2 separate regions of the Hordeum vulgare genome follow, and region 1 is linked to region 2. A link is a contact called in public Hi-C data. All regions are on one chromosome and are shown on one strand. The core of a region is the stretch at or near the end of the contact, and the rest is flanking DNA. Distances in the headings are between cores, read along the strand shown. Region 1 holds the start of LOC123397538 (probable ethanolamine kinase). Region 2 holds the start of LOC123396827.

Region 1 (4,896 bases), core at 1,319-3,818, 150 kb before region 2:
ATAATAATAACTATATTTATTATTGCCTCTAGGGCATAATTCTAACAAAAATGTGTTTGCCGCGCGCGCTTCGGCTGGTTTAGCGCGGGGATAGGCGCTGGCTCCAACAGCCGCGTTACAATGCAGCGCGCGAGCGCCGCTCCAGCAGTGCCCAAAAATGCAGCGCGCGCAGCACGCACAAACCACATATACATTTCAAAAAATAGGAGCAAAAACGATCAAACAAGCAAAATAAATCAACAATAAATAGTCATTACAACTCAAACAAATAGTTTATCCTTCAGTACAACAAATAATGCAATAAACACAACCAATAGTTCATGAACAATACAATACAAATAATGCAATAAACACAACCAAATCATGCTCTTTGTCGTCCATGCCATGCCCACCACTCTTCAATCAGATCCTTCTGAAGATCATTGTGCGTTGCGGGACGCCGAATGACATGATAGGAGGCAACAAAACGGGCTACCCTTTCAGCCCTCCGTCGCACTCGCACGGGATGTCCCAAGAGCTCATACTGTAAGTAATCTAAATCTTGGCCACGCTCATTCTCGATGATCATGTTGTGCATGATCACACAAGCGTGCATGATGTACCAAAGCATTTTTTGATCTCAGAATCTAGCCGGTCCTCTCACAATAGCAAATTGGGCTTGCAAAATCCCAAATGCTCTCTCCACATCTTTTCTAGCAGCTGCCTGAGCATTGTGGAAATCAAGATTTTTCTTACCTTCCGGCTTTTTCAACGGCTTCACAAAGGTTTGCCACTTTGGATATATGCCATCCGCTAGATAATAGCCATAGTTGTACGTACGACCATTTGCTACAAACTGCACCGGTGGCAACTCACCATCTGCAATCTTATTCATCAGTGGTGACCGGTTGACACCATTGATATCATTTAAAGATCCAGGCATTCCAAAGAATGCATGCCAAATCCAAGTCTCCTGATCGGCCACCGCTTCAAGGATTATAGTGGAGCCCTTTTTTTGGCCGTGGAATTGCCCATGCCATGCCTTTGGACAATTCTTCCAACTCCAATGCATGCAATCTATTGAGCCAAGCATGCCAGGACAGCCGCGAGCCTTGTTCATCGCCAATAGCCTTGCGACGTCTTCAGCAGTGGGAGATCTCAAATACTCCTCGCTAAACACTTGCACAATTCCCACTGCAAAGCACTTGACACACATGATGGCTTGACTCTCACCCATAGCCAAGTGATCATCAACTAGATCAGCCGGGATACTGTTTGCCAACATACGCAATGCGGCTGTCACCTTCAGAAAGGTGCTATGCCCGAGCTCTCCGGCGGCATTCCTCCTTTGCTGAAAAAACCGGTCATGGCTCGCTAGTTTCTCTGCAATGCGCTTGAACAAGTCTGTGCTCATCCTAAACCGGCGACGAAAATACGACTACGGGTATGTGGGATTCTCCACGAAATAGTTCTTCATCAATCTGTTATGGGCATCAATCCTATCTCTCCAAATTTTCTCCCGACCCATAACCGAACCACCGTGCTTCGGTTTTTTATTGATATGCATAGCTATGATCATTGCAAGATCCTCCTCCTCTTCCATATCAAATTCTTCTTCGGAAGAATCATACGACGAACTCATCTACAATGTTCAATACTATACTATAAAAACTACCATTCAAAACATGCACCAAATTCATAAGTTTGGAGCAATACTTACCTTGTAGGCGTTTTGTCGAACACCTTGCGGGCGCGGCGCGGCAGCGAGCTCTCGGGCGCTGTTCCTCGGACGTCGGAGGTGCGCGAGGGCCGGCCGGACTAGGAGGGGGTGGGGCGGAAGCGCGGCGGTGCGGGGAGGCCGGGGAAGCGCCTGAACGGTCGCCGGGGGGCGCGGGCGGCGCCCGCAGCGGAGACAGGCCGGGGAAGCGCCTGAGTGGCCGCCGGCGGGCGCGGGCGACGACGGCGGCGCGGGGATAGGCGAGGGAAGCGCTGAACGATCGCGGGGGCGCGAGCGGCGGCGGCGGCGCGGCCGGATGGGGGGAGCGAGCGCGGGAGAGTCGCGGGTGCGGGAGCCGGCGCAGCAAATAAGGGGCGCGGGATTGCGTTTCGGTCAGCGAGCTGAACTGGAAATGGCGCGCGCCCGCTGGAGCTGCCAGCCGCGTTGCGCGCGCGCTAAAACTGCTTTTTTTACGGTGTGACGCTTGTATGGCGCGTGTTGGAGATGGTCTAACAAAATCACCATCCATCCAAAATATCTCGAGAGAAAAACAGAGCCGGCATCGCCCCAAATCCAGACAGCCCCAGCGACAGTGAGCAACAGACAAAGGGAGGAGGGCCCCCCATCACGTGACTGTTGAGCGGGCCCGTACAAGCCACCGAATCCTCACCGTCCATCACGCCACACAAAAGCCCGTCGCTGTCCCATCCCAGGGACCACGCGATTGCCGCCACGGGCACCCTACCCGGTGGGTAGGTCGGTGGGGCCTGGGCATCAGCTGACGTGGGCGGCCCCTCCTGGCCTCCCCCGCCACGCGGCGGGTGGCGACTGGGCCCTATAAATGGTGTCCTCTGTTCGAGGCCCCGCATTCCTCCACCACACTTCCGTCCCTCTCCGATCGCATCGCATCGCATCGGCACCGAATCGCCTTGAGGCTCCCACCAGAATAGCCCCGCGACAACGAGCTTCCTCGCGCGAGCGAAAGGATCGCCCGGAAGCGAGGGACATGGGATCGGATGGCCGGAGCTGGAGCGGGGTCGCCGGCGGTGCCGGCGGCGGCGGCGAGGAGAAGACGAGGGCGGCGCCGGCGGAGGTGCCCACGTCGGCCGCCGCGGTCGACATCTCGCTGCCGCTCCCCGAGATGACCCCCCGCGTCATGCAAGTCCCCTGACCCCTCTCCCCATTTTGCTTCTGCGCGCGCGGGTGTATGAACTGACGGTGTTTGGAGAAATGCCTAGTAGAGAGCGACAGGCGCCGCTGCCCCTGATTATTTCCCCGCTTCCCGTTTTGTTTTTCTAATATAATAAGGTTGCTTGCTTCTCCAGAGATCTCTGCAAGGAGTTGGTGAAGGGGTGGTCGTCCCTGGACAGCTCGTGCTTCTCCATCTCGACGGTGTCCGGCGGTATCACCAACCTGTGTGAGTTCTGCTCCTTGCCAGTGGCATGGCTTGCGGCACTGTCCTGGCTCCTGATCCATCTCCCTCACATGACTACCTGAGCATGCTTGAAAGAGGAAAAAAACAGAGGCTATGTAATTATAGTAATTCTTAGGCAAGGCAGTTGCTTGAATTGTCCACACAGACCATGCCATAACTTAATGACTGCACTTTAATGTTTGCTTGCTGCCACACTTTGCTCATCGTTTCAGATGTGGCACTAGAACTTGATTGCATCTGGCAGCCTTTTTGAGACCATACACTCTTTATCATCAGTGTTTTGCACTCATTTCTGCTTCGAAAACACTCCTACTATCATTGCATCCGGAGTTCAGGACCCATTATTTTAGAGGCGTTATGAAATAATAACCGTTTCTATGAGCAACTGTACATAATTTACTTGTGAATCATAGATACAGCAATAATACCTAAATGATTATCTTATATTGTTCGTGATGTTCATGACCTGCAGTGCTGAAAGTATCTGTCAAAGAAGGCACGGATAGTCAGTCTTCTGTGACTGTTCGGCTGTATGGCCCAAATACAGACTTGGTGATTGATCGGGAGAGGGAATTGCAGGTGAGAGTTTCAATCATAGTGTATGAAAATTGTTTGTGCTACTGGCATGTAGTAATATTTACCTGCATTCTGTAGTGTTCCTGTGATTGATTGTCCATTACAGTATTGGTTTATTTGTTGGTGCTTTCTTAGTTGTGGTTCAGTTTAAAATTTCTGAAATGCAATGGTCATTTCCTTCCATAGAAATAGTACCTATGCCATAACACTCGAAGTACCTCATTGTTACATAAAACTAAGTTGTCAAGTAAACCGAGTATTCTGTTGTCATTTTTGGGGCTGAACTGTTTCCTAATGCATACATCTATTACAATCATGGTTAGGCCATACCATATCTCTCAGCTGCAGGGTTTGGGGCTCGGTTACTTGGAGTATTTGAGAATGGAGTGGTTTCGTCATTCATCCATGCTAGGACACTAACACCTTCAGGTAGGCATTTTTATATTCTGCACAATACAAATGGGTGATTTCATTGTCTACTTAATGGAGCGATTTATCTTTTCTCATTTTCTATCTTTTCACACGGTAATTTGAAGTGATCTGTGGTTTTAGGTATATACTCAGTGGTTGTTATTTTGCACCCATAGGTGTGTAGAGACTGGAGAGTCTGCGATAAATGCTTCTGCAAATAGTGTGTTTATTTCCCTTGTTCTGTTTTTCAGACATGAAGGAACCTAGAATAGCTGCTGAAATTGCCAAGCAGCTACAGAAATTTCATCAAGTAGATATACCGGGATCAAAAGAACCACAGTTGTGGAATGACATATTCAAGTTTTTGAAAAAAGGTTACATTCCCAACCCCGAATTTGTTTTGGATATTTCATTTTGGAATTGGTTACTTTTATTTCAGTCTCATCATGAATGACATTACGTAATGTTGTTGTGTGCTGTGAACTATTTATCTTAGCTTCCGTATTGAAGTTTGAAGATAACGAGAAGCAGAAGAGGTATGAGACGATCTCTTTTAGAGAAATACAAGATGAAGTTAAAGAACTTAAGGTACTTTGTTATAAGACTTACCGTCATGTACTATTGACCACTGCAGCAATTTGAGTGCACTTCAGTTTCATATTCCTAAAGGAGTACTCCCTCTGTAAACTAATATAAGACCGTTTAGATCACCATTTTATTGATCTAAACAGCCTTATATTAGTTTACAGAGGGAGTTTTTTTCTTTCTAATTTGGCTT
Region 2 (5,251 bases), core at 825-3,324:
AAGAAAGAGATGATTGAATATCGTATTATGATGTTGTATCGTATTAAATAATGTACTACTTCCTCTGTACCAGTGCATAGGGCACTTTAGGAGGCGCAGCGCGACCGAGGTGGTAGCTGATTGGAGAGCAAGAGAAAACAAGGTCGGTCATCCTTCCAATTAAATTGATCGTTGTATTTAAGTGGATGTCTTTTTAGCTACTCCAGGCCCACGTACTTCATTGCATGTGAACAGGTTTTGATTTCTTCACTAATCACCGAGTAGACGCACTGCATGTAAGAGCAAGTACAATAAGGTGACATAAGCAGGCTATAAGGATTAGAATATTATATTCTTGCTTAGTTGGAGGAAAGAGAGGAGGAGAGAGAAGAGAAGCAGGTTCTTGATGAGTAGCCAGCTGCAGCACGAGACCCAAAACACTTTGTAAGATTGTAAGATAGGTCAACTATTCTTAAAATAATACACATCTAAAAATTACTATTATATATGCCGACTATTAGGTTGGCTCTATATGACATAGCAACTCCTTGTAGCCGATTGTTGGTTGTATTATTAACCATGCTCTAAAGGTACTAAGAGGCAGCAAACGAGGCTGGGAGGGAAACAAGGAGGGGAGTTATTGAAGCACGCCTAAGCGTTTTGAGAAAACCTGTTTTTTGTAAAGTGTCATATGCACTCGTATAGAGGAGTACACGTATCATACATGACAATAAATAAATTAGTTTATGATACTAATAAATAATATTATGCATTATGAAAGTACATACAACTAACCTAATCGTGTAAACATGTAGATTTGACCAGAAACCCTCGGCTTCAACCTGATTGATGACTTGCTGGATGAGCGAGAAAATTGCGATCGAAAAGCATGTTTCACTCGCGACACATCTCTCAAACAACCGGAACACACAAGCTGAAGCTGGTATCTACAGGTTAATTCATGGAGCGCAATACAAAGCTACGAAAGCATGGCCGTACGTGGACGAAGCATCCCCACGACCACGAGGAACGCAGAGGGCGTATCTAATGAGCATCACGGTTTACGTGCCATGCCAGCCCACACGCCTCATCCGGAGGTGCCGACTGCCCGTGTCATGGGCAGGGGGAACCGGTGCCCCTCCAGGCTCGCACGTTCGAACGGGCCATCAAGGACGGAGCAAGCTGTCCACTCCTTCACGGGCTTCCCGTCGCCGGATTCACGCCCGCCGCCGTCGCGCTGGCGCTCGCCGCTCTTGCCCTTCCTCACGAAGCTCAGCAGCTTGCGGAGCCCCTTGGCCAGGTCCATGTGCGGGTTGGCCGCCGGGGCCGAGAAGATCGCCGGCGGCGGGCTCTCCAGGCCGCCCCACCGCTTCCTCGCCCGTGACTGGTCCGGCCGCGGCGTCTCCACCCACCTCGGGGACTCCACCGACGTCGCGCGGAGCGGCAGCTCCGACACGGACCGGAGGTGCCGCCCGGCCGTCACCTTTGGGACGAACTGGTCCAGCGGCGCCCGCCTCGGGCTCGGGCTGCCGCTGGGGAGGTCGTGCACCCTCGGCGACCGCAGGTTCCCGATCGCGCCGCCGGTCCCGCTGCCGCGCCTGAGGAACGGCCTCGGCGTGGCGCAGTCGCCCAGGTCGCCGCCGACGCTGTTCCGCCTCCGGTGCGACTGCGGCATCGCCACCGGCGCGCCGCTGCTCACCGTCCTGCTCCTGGGCAGTGGAAGCGCGCCGTGCTCCTTCCTCGGGGTGGACACTCCCGACGGCACCGTCCTCCTCACCTGCGGCGTGTCCCGAGCGGCGCACTTGACGGTGAGCGGGCCTGGCCTGCCGCCGGCACGCGTGCCGCCGATCGGCCTCTGCTGCTGCTGCTGGCTCTTGGCCGCCGCGGCGACGGACACGCGCCTGGCGTCGCGCCGGCGCATGTAAGCGTCGTACTGCCTGCCGCGGCGGCAGGCGCCGGTCCCCGCGGCCTCCCGCGCGCCGTCCGGAGCCACGTCGTCGTCCTCCCCGCGCCGCGCGGCGTGCAGGAGCTTGTACGCCGCGAGCTGCAGCTCCAGCTCCCAGAGCTTCGCCCAGAGCGCGTCGTGGCTCGCCATGGGTCCAGTGGAGACAAACAGAGACAATTCTCTTGCGTGCCGGATCGGGCGCGCCGAGCGCAGCGGGCTATATACGCGCGCGTCGCCGCGGCGTGATTAAGTCTGGAGGTGCGAGTGTGACCGTGTCGGACGACTCCGGGGTCTCGTGCTCGTGTTGGCAGCATCGGTTAATTGGCGGCAGAAAGCGGCACGGGGGCTTTGGACTAGTTTTTGTTGCGTTTGTTTGATTCGGTCGCGCGCGGCTGATGAGGACGCCGCCGGGGCTTTTGGTTGACCAGGTGGGGGGCGTCGACCTGGCCAGCTTCTCGCGGCCCAGAGACAGTGTGAAAGTCGTGCCAGGGCTCAGATTTTTCCTTCACGAACTGCAGGCTCGGAGAAGCTTAGGTCACCAGAATTGACTGGAGAAATTTGTATCCTTGTTAAGCTCTTCCTTTCGCTGTCCGAGTGGCATCAGTTTCTGTTGGACATTTTCTTTCAGACGCCGCACTGACGATTTGTCAGTCTATGTCTCGCCAGCAAGAAAGGAAGAGCCGGTTAGGTAACAACGCACAGATGAGCATTTTGTAAGACTAGGCCCTCCCTAGAGACAAATCTTCTGTACTGATACACCAACTCTAGCAGACGAGTATTATCCAGTATAGTCGTTCACCAACCGAGCCAAGTGCAATGTCTGCACGCTTTTTGACTACAAACAACTACCAAGCGTTCTTCACATGAGCGGGTTATTTTCAAGCCGCCAATCTTCGTGAGAAACGCTGACCCTGTCCATCTGTCAAAGTTTAGACGCCCACCAAACCAAGACGCTTAGAAGCAAAGCACAGACATTTCTGAAATCTAAGCCGTCGTCTTATTAAAACTATCAGGCAACATTTCCACGATAGAGCGAAGAAGCAATTCACAATTCACCAATCCCAAGCAAGAGCAATAACCAAACAAGGTTCTGGACTAAATATCAAAATTCCTAGTTCGCATGAGCAGGGCAGGACAAGCTTATGATGACAGCACAGCTATCACGTCAGATGATCTGAGAACGATGTACTCGCCTTCCGAACCCTTGAACTCACTTCCTGCATACTTGGAGTAGAGCACGCTGCTTCCAGGAGTGATCGACAACGGCGTCCTGCTGCCATCATCGCCCAAAGGCCCGGGGCCAACAGCGACCACCTGTTTCAGCCAAAGAGGTGGTCAGAGCTCAGTAATTCATGCAACAAGTCTACGCAACAACATTATATGACTATATCAAAGTGGATAGCTAACTACCCAAGACAGGAGGATTGCTCAATTCATAGCCATGCAGTCATGTATAGAGTGCATGTAGGGAATGCGAAAAAAGAATAAATGATGGTAGTATGGTGTGCCTGATTGCTCATGTTTCATATGATGGTAAAAATACATTCAAGATTGGGACCCCAGTTAAGGTCTAGTCTATCTATCAAACCTAGTCAACGAGCAATATGAGTACTACTACTTGTTAGGCGTCTAGGGATCTCCATAGTTGTTTCAGTTAGTGGTGAAAGTGGCATCTCGCGGACACCATTGTGGAAACTGGCAGGCGACAAAAGCAACAGGAAAAAACAGGTCACCACAAAATGAGCAAAAATATATAGCCAAGAAAACAGCAGGGTGTCTTGGCCTCTTGGGCACTGACTAATTACACTATGCAAGACTATAGATCACACTTCAACACAGATCTGGTGTTCCTCCTTCCCTTATAGCTTAAGAACACATATACTATTAACATTAATAAGTAGAAAAAACACAGTAAAAACAACACCTCACAGAGAGCGATAATTGTGTTAAGGGATGCAACTATTTCATAGTTGATATGTTTCTAGTTTGAGGTTATAAGCAGTTATGATCACGGTCATCTGATTAATTGCAGCAAATGCATAACAAACAGAAGTGCTCACTGTTCCAACAGAAGGCTTCTCTTTCGACATCTGTGTCAATAGCAAACCACCAGCAGTTTCCTCTTCAGACTCTGCAACCTAATGCCAAAGGAGAATAGAAAAATTCAGTTGGTGATGGGTGCTTGTGGTGTCTATATTACAAACTGTACTCAGACAAGAAAGAAATAGATCCTGGCAATCTGAATTAAGGTTTTTTCTACAGAAAATCTAGCTCCGCTGTTGTCTAATCTGAATGCTTCAAGCAAAAAAAAACTTCACATTGACAATCGCGATGCAATAATGCATAGTCGCACAGATACTGAGCATGGTGAACCTGGAATAGAACCATAGTGGATCTGAACTAAAGACAGTCCGGCAGAAAGAAAGAGCAGGAAAGAACAAAATTGAGGAGTTATACAACCAAGCTTTTTTTTATTTCAATTAAATGAGGTTGCTCAGGCTCATGAGCAAAACAGAGTAGATCAAATAACATAAGGAGTATTTTTCTTGTTCTACGTTGTATTTTTTTTTAAAGAGCACTTCTTGTTCGGTTGTTAATAAGTTGTTGCCCTATCGTTAGTGGGTAAAATTATCCTCTATTTTTTCTGTTGAATAGGTTCTATACCATAATGCCGTATTCTAATTTGATACATAAGCCATGAATATTACTTGGCAATAATATAGCCTATGCAAATTGAGTGTGCAGTTGCGGTACTGAACCAAGAAAGGATTTGAATACACATTCTGTTCACAAGAGGAATACAGTAACCACTTAGTAAAGAGTGTGGAAATGATGTGTTGAAATAAACCTTAATGAGAATACGGTCACTCAGTGGCTTCAGATCTTTCACGTCATCAGTGTCAAGAATACCAATGATGTCATCTTCTTTCATGATGAGGTGGGTAGTATCGTTGAATTCCAACTCGGTGCCAGCATATTTAGAGTAAATAACTTTGGCACCAACCTGTAACCAGATAATATATTGTTACTTCCTCTCATCGCAGTAAAATATTAGGTTAAACAGGAGAATAACATAAACTGTGGCCACGAAGAGGTCATGCGAGTAGTCTTCAAGAACATAGATTTTGATGTAAAAAAAAGATTACATGCAGTTAAGTTGTAGTGTTATTGTTTCTTGTCCATAAATGGCACTTCAGTAACAACACATTTAGGTGATTTATCTTTCAGTTTATTTTATTTACATGCTCTGCTAAACAGGTATAGATCCTATCACCAAACAGAAGATAATCTTAGTCAACCACATAGGGTACCTACCGGAACACTGAT

Evidence for each region. A called contact is a pair of places that touch in the nucleus more often than the background predicts.
Region 1: a Hi-C map of seedling shows a contact between it and region 2, with 4 times the contacts expected there. The contact joins the promoter of LOC123397538 here to the promoter of LOC123396827 in region 2. A contact is called at or near these places in 3 of 6 Hi-C or Micro-C datasets (leaf and seedling).

What each region holds. Positions count from the first base shown.
Region 1 is chr5H:432,722,427-432,727,322 of MorexV3_pseudomolecules_assembly, reverse strand. It overlaps LOC123397538 (probable ethanolamine kinase), which reads left to right and starts at 2,568. Exons shown (of 11, transcript XM_045092065.1): 1 at 2,568-2,854; 2 at 3,022-3,113; 3 at 3,604-3,710; 4 at 4,031-4,136; 5 at 4,370-4,492; 6 at 4,615-4,706. The coding sequence starts at 2,703. It overlaps LOC123396828, which reads right to left and starts at 1,405. Exons shown (of 3, transcript XM_045091634.1): 1 at 939-1,405. The coding sequence starts at 1,405.
Region 2 is chr5H:432,571,229-432,576,479 of MorexV3_pseudomolecules_assembly, reverse strand. LOC123396827 reads right to left here and starts at 2,074. Exons shown (of 1, transcript XM_045091633.1): 1 at 779-2,074. The coding sequence starts at 2,074. The coding sequence ends at 1,067. LOC123397532 (20 kDa chaperonin, chloroplastic-like) reads right to left here. Exons shown (of 6, transcript XM_045092059.1): 3 at 5,240-5,251; 4 at 4,773-4,928; 5 at 3,985-4,062; 6 at 2,899-3,238. The coding sequence ends at 3,065.